2 separate regions of the Mus musculus genome follow, and region 2 is linked to region 1. A link is a contact called in public Hi-C data. All regions are on one chromosome and are shown on one strand. The core of a region is the stretch at or near the end of the contact, and the rest is flanking DNA. Distances in the headings are between cores, read along the strand shown. Region 1 has its middle 14 kb from the start of Gm36319. Region 2 has its middle 58 kb from the start of Dkk1.

Region 1 (2,956 bases), core at 267-2,766:
AGTCTTTCTTCTACTAAGATGGAATCAAACCTTCCTTTCTCACCCTCTACATCATCATCGTTGTGTCTCATAATTAATCAAAAGCTATTTAAAATACAAAGTTCATACTTAAAGTATCCTATATAACAGGCTTTGTTATTTGCTGTATCTTACTGTGACAAAACCAAATAACTTTACCATAACTCATCGATATTTATATAGTGATTTTCCTACAACCCTGTAGCTCTCTAGGGAAATTCTTTAGAATGAATTTGTATACTTGACATATATATATATATATATATATATATATATGGAACACACCATCTAATTTCTTTAAAATAATATCCTGCTCTGCTCTCCCATTAATTTCAGTCTTTAGTAGCTTTGGTCTGTGCTTTTAAATTAGTATTATTATTTGGCATATTTATGATATTCAATTTAGGAGTAATACTAAAAGTTCTCATTTATTTTCAATCAGTCCAAGTTCTTTCTGTCTGCGGGCTGCCAGATCTTTACCTATTAAAATCCACATTTATTAATGCTTACGGCTCATAGTCTGCTTTGAGCCTCTCTAATCACACAGCCCTTCCTGTCTTCGTTTTCTCTTAAATCAGACTTTAAAACATGTCTCCATTCTCCACCATCAATCATTAGTTAAGCCTTGATTTGTTAAAACCTCTGAAAGCATTATGTTGGTCAAATGGTTAGATTTCAGGCCCATGTCTCTTATCATTAGCCAGAGGTTTTGCATCTGATCCCCGAAGTCATTCAAGAGAAGAATTGTCCTGCATGAGTTCTCATGAAGAAGGTCACTCTGACAAAAGACGCCTGCCTAATTTATAAAGTAAGGCATGCTTGCTAATTCTGGTCTCGCAACCCTGACCAGTTACCACTTGACTCCTATCAGGGCTGTGTGAGATGATAAATTTTAATCAGTGCTTTCAGACTCTAATAGTCTGACTTTCTTTTTTTTATAATGGATTTCTTTCATTCATGCTTTCCCTCGTCTACATTTTTATGACTGTGATGTGCTTTGATTTACTTCATTCAAAGTATGATGCTCTGGCTTCAATTATTCAATTTAACTTTAAATAGACATTGCTACAAGTCTTACTGATACAAAGGACATCTGGTGTCAATAAATTGCAGCAGGAGGTGCCATGTGGGAAGGAACCCCAGCACTAAACACATCTCTAGGCACAGCCATCAAGACATGCTATGGCACTCTGCCACTGGTCTTCTTAACTGATATCAGAGAGGCGCTCAAGAGGCTCCGGCGGGTGGAGCATCATTTTCATCTTCATTACAGGAAACTGACCTAATGACCTGCAAATCCAGACACAAACCATTGTGTCCAGTTGGCCAGATCTTTGACGATGACCTTCACTAAGCCAGAAAGACACACAGAGCAAAGGAACTCCTTTCTTCTCTATCATGCACAGTGTCTTGAATGAAGAATGCTCTACAGAAGCCCACATCGAATCCAAAGGGCTGAAGTTTCTACTGGGAAATAGGTTCCCCCTTGTTGTTTCTGAGTCTGTTCTAATGACAAGTTTTAATCACTGCCAAAGACTAGCAAATCTATATCGTAGAATTTAAGATGATTGGTATCAAGAGATGCCTTTGCCTGAATTTAAGCCTCAAGAAGTAAAACCCCCATTAATTGCAAAATTGTGAGCAATGCAGAGATAATTTACAAAAAAATATAACTAACATTTCAATTGTATTGTGTATACAAGAATGTATGAATCAAAGTTGCATGTGGACAATCTGATCTTAGTGAATCATAGGTGGCCTTTAAGTGATTTTATTTGAAATTATTTATGGGTCATATGGCTGGGAAGCAGACTTCTGTTTTGTATAGTATCAGAATATTTTGAAACTTGGATTTCTCAGAGATGACAGAAATTTACTTTAACAAGCTATTGTTTCCCCGCCATGGCTCTCCAGAATCTCCTCTGGTGCCAGGAAAACAACTGGTGTAGAGCCACAGATATCACATCCTCTGTAAAATGAGGCCACAGTTCTTTCTAATCTTACAGAACGACCCGTATCTGCCCTGTTTTGGGTTGTTCTCACCCTTAGAGCAACTAGAGCTTCAGGAAGCAAGGACACACGAATGTGCAGATTCCGCAGCGGTGGGCAGGCCCTGCTCCCAGGAAGAGGGTGCTGAGAATGCTTGCTGGGCAAGACTACATGAAAAAAAATGAGTAATGGCTAAGTGTAGCATGTCCATCGCATGTAACAAATCAGGTCACCATAAGGGTTAGAGATTGTGTCTGAGAAAAGCATGCATCTCTGTTCCATTTACCCAAAACTGCATTGCTCTCATTACAAGCCATGGTGTCCCACCACAAAGGATGCTTAGAGGGAGTTCAGTAAGCAAAGGGAAAAGACTAGACTATGCAAACACGGAAAAGCTTCCTTCCTTTTCTTTCTTTCTGCCTATCTGTCTGTCGGTCGGTCTCTCTGTTTCTGTCTCTGTCTGTCTGCCCACCTGCCTGTTTTTCTATCTTTTTGTCTTTCTTTCTCCCTTGCCTCATTCCTTTTTTGTATTTGATGGAATGTTCTCACTCTGAAGTCCTGGTTGACTCTTCCTGAGTAGCCCAAAGTGGCCTCCGTTGCACAGCGATCCCCCGTCTCAGCCTCGGAAGTGCTGCACTCACGTTACGTCATTGTACACGGCAGAAGTGCTGCACTCACGTTACGTCATTGTACACGCCAGAAAGCTCTTTTTGTTGAGATTTCTGTCAAGGAACGTCTAACATGCTACATTTGAGAATATCAGAAGATCATGCGTCACACAAAACCTTCTGAAACATGTTTAGGTAGAGAGGTTTTTCATTTTTTGTTCACTAGAGACAACAAAAGGTTAAATTATTTCATGACACATTAACTAGTCTGCCATTCTTACAATTTTATGGATTGAAGAAAGCAATCTAGTGCTGTGATTCAGCCCCAAAGGTTCTTTCCA
Region 2 (2,956 bases), core at 144-2,643, 82 kb before region 1:
GAGGAATCTAGCCATCACTTGCCAGTGTTCATGATTTTGAGCATTCTGTTTTTTAACTTTGTCCTTATGGATTTATTTTAAGCTTCTTTGCTTAGGTATCCCCCTGGTTTCTTCCTTTGCAAATGGGTTTGCACTGTAAAGATTCTAAATTTGAGTTGCCCTTCTGTGATGGCTGGTCTTGGTTGTGAACTTGACTCTATCTGGAATGAACTACAGTCCGGAAATGGAGGGCACACCTGAGACCTGAATCTTAAGGCAGGAAGACACAGGTTTTTGATTCAGATCTTGAGGTGGAATGACACACATCTTTAATCCAGGTCTTGAGGCACATCTTTAATCAGGGCCATACCTTCTGCTGGAAGCCATAGAAGAACAGTGGAAGAAGGACAGATTCATTCATCCTTAGCCTGCTTGCCCTTACTTTGCCAGCACATCCTTTTCTTCACTGACATTGGAGCCTACTTCCTGGATTCCAGCTTATCTGAAAGACCAGCTGAGACACCCGGCTTCGTGGGACTGAGAAACTACTATATTCTTGGACTTTCCATTAACATCTGACCATTGTTGGATTAATCGAACTGCAGCCTATGTCATTCCAATAAATTCCCTTCACACACACACATATGCATATATGTATACACGTGTATCTATATATACATAGATATATGCACATATAAATACATATGAGAGAGAGAGAGTGTGAGAGAGAGAAAGAGAGATAGAATATTCATTTCATTCTGAAGTTCTGTGACCCTAGAGATCCTTAATACATCTTCATTTTAGAATCTCACAGTATAAAATTTTACTGTTTTTTTAAAAATATTTTTACAAATAGCTGTTTATACTCCTTTTTCTTACTCTTCCATTCTCCTATGTGATAATCAGTCTTTCTCATTTAGCTTTAAAACAATCTTGCTCAAAATTGAAGCTGAAGAGATGGCTCAGTGGTTAAGAACACTTGTTTTAAGTTCAGTTTCCAACACCCACATGGTGACTCACGTTACCCATAACTCCTTCCAAGGAATTGGATGCTCTCTTGTAGAGTCTGAAGGCACCAGGTCTGCATGTGATACACAGGCACATATGAAAGAAACACACACATACACTAGATCTAAAAGAAGAATTCTTGGACATTAGAGCCCTTTCAGGGGCTGAGTTTGTGGCATGTGATTTTTTTTTTCAGGGTTTTTAATACATTAATCTTTCACTCTCCCTGGCTGCTATTGGTTTTGAAATAGCCTTAAATATTCCAAAATTTCATAAAAAGAATTTGAAGCTTAGTGGTACCAGTGAGAGTGAAAGCCGGGGCACTGCACGGCTTATATGAGTAATAAGGAAGGAGGCCAGACTGAAAGACTGCAGAGTTACTGATCAGCAGGAGGGGGGCAGGAGGGGCGATAGAGTCAGGGGAAGCGCAGTTTCCCAGTGGTAGTTAGCCCTTGGTGACTAAGGAACAGTTCAGGCAGCTGACAGACGGCTCCCAACACCAGACACACCGGAAATGAAAAGTGTTTTATCTGTTTCTGCCTTCAGATCCCAAGTCTGCAGACTGGAGCGAGAGGCTATGTTAGACTCCTGAGTAAAATCCCGGCCATCGATGTTCTGGTTGGGCTTTGAATGTGACTAGGTCCCTAGAAGGACAGATATTCCAAATGACAAGCCAACTGACCTCACCGAATGAGCAAAATCTGAAGACCCTTCTCAGCCCCAAACTACTGAGAGCTGCAAGAAGGGACTCCAGCCTTCCAGTGCGGCAACTGTGTGGGGCCCGTCACGGCTGCTGTGGATGAAGACCATGTACCCTTCTATTTCCTTCTTTCTAACAGATTGTTTGTATACATGAGTGTTTGCTGCTTGTAGGTACGTATACCACAGGTGTGTCTCGCACACCAGAGAGAGCACAAGATACCCTGGAAGTAGAGTAACAAGCAATTATTGATGATTAGCCACGTGGGTGTTGGGATCCAAGCACAAGTCCTCTGCAAGAGTAGGAAATGCTCTTAACTGCTTAGCTGTCTTCCTAGTCCATATCTTTCCATTTATATTAGGTGTGTTCTCCTCCTCCTCCTCCTCCTCCTCCTCCTCCTCCTCCTCCTCCTCCTCCTCCTGTGTCCCCCTCCTCCTCTTCTCTGGTTTTAGTTTAGTATCTTCAGTTGTAATCTCCACGTACAGTGTGTAGTTTGGTCCAGTTCTTCCTGTGCACATATAGCATGTGTCATTGCAGTGTTTCTTCTCACCACAGTGATTTTCTTCATGCTTCACTTTCCCTCGTCATGAACCCTAGGACAGTGCGTATTAACACTTTAGGGATCTGAGGACAACATTCTGGTACAGCTGTGGCAGATGATAGATAGGATGGGGGTGATGGCTCAACCTGCTTTGCATCTACCTGCAGGTAGAAATCCAGGATACCCCCAGAGCTCTATAATGCTTTCTAAGGATAGGGGAAGCAGGGAGATATGGTGGATGAGATATGAGATTTCATGTCCCAGCATAAGGTGACGCACATAAGGACAGCATATGGATCCCCCCTCCTTTGTTCCCTGCCATGGAACAATGAATGCCAGCTGCCTCAGCTGGAAACAGTTAGTCCAGGAAGTTCGACTGTCCCTAGAAATTCCCGGTGGACCTGCATGACTTGTCTGTGACTAGCTATGTTTTTTCTGTCCTTTGTTTAATTCTTAATTTACAATTATCCTATACTTTAAAATGCATTTCATTTTCCTTTGAGTTATTTCATGTATTTTAATGTCAAATGTCTAACAGTCCTGTTTTATCTTTAGGACTTCATTACATTTCACTTTTGTCAAAATTTTTTAACATAAAATTTTTTCACAATATTTTGAATTTTTTGTCATCTAAATTTATTTCTTTCTAGCTGTATTGTCTACATTTTCTGTGTCTCAATTGTTTTATTTCTTCCTCATTTGCTTATTTGGAAAATGCTTATTAATTT

Evidence for each region. A called contact is a pair of places that touch in the nucleus more often than the background predicts.
Region 2: a contact with region 1 is called in a Hi-C map of the N1E-115 cell line, with 2.8 times the contacts expected there. A contact is called at or near these places in 2 of 484 Hi-C or Micro-C datasets (the N1E-115 cell line and nephron progenitors) and 1 of 9 other capture datasets (embryonic stem cells).

Annotation. Positions count from the first base shown.
Region 1 is chr19:30,407,706-30,410,661 of GRCm38.p6, reverse strand. No RefSeq gene overlaps it. Among named protein-coding and RNA genes, the nearest start is that of Gm36319, 14 kb to the right of the region's middle.
Region 2 is chr19:30,489,603-30,492,558 of GRCm38.p6, reverse strand. It overlaps the pseudogene Gm17885. Among named protein-coding and RNA genes, the nearest start is that of Dkk1, 58 kb to the left of the region's middle.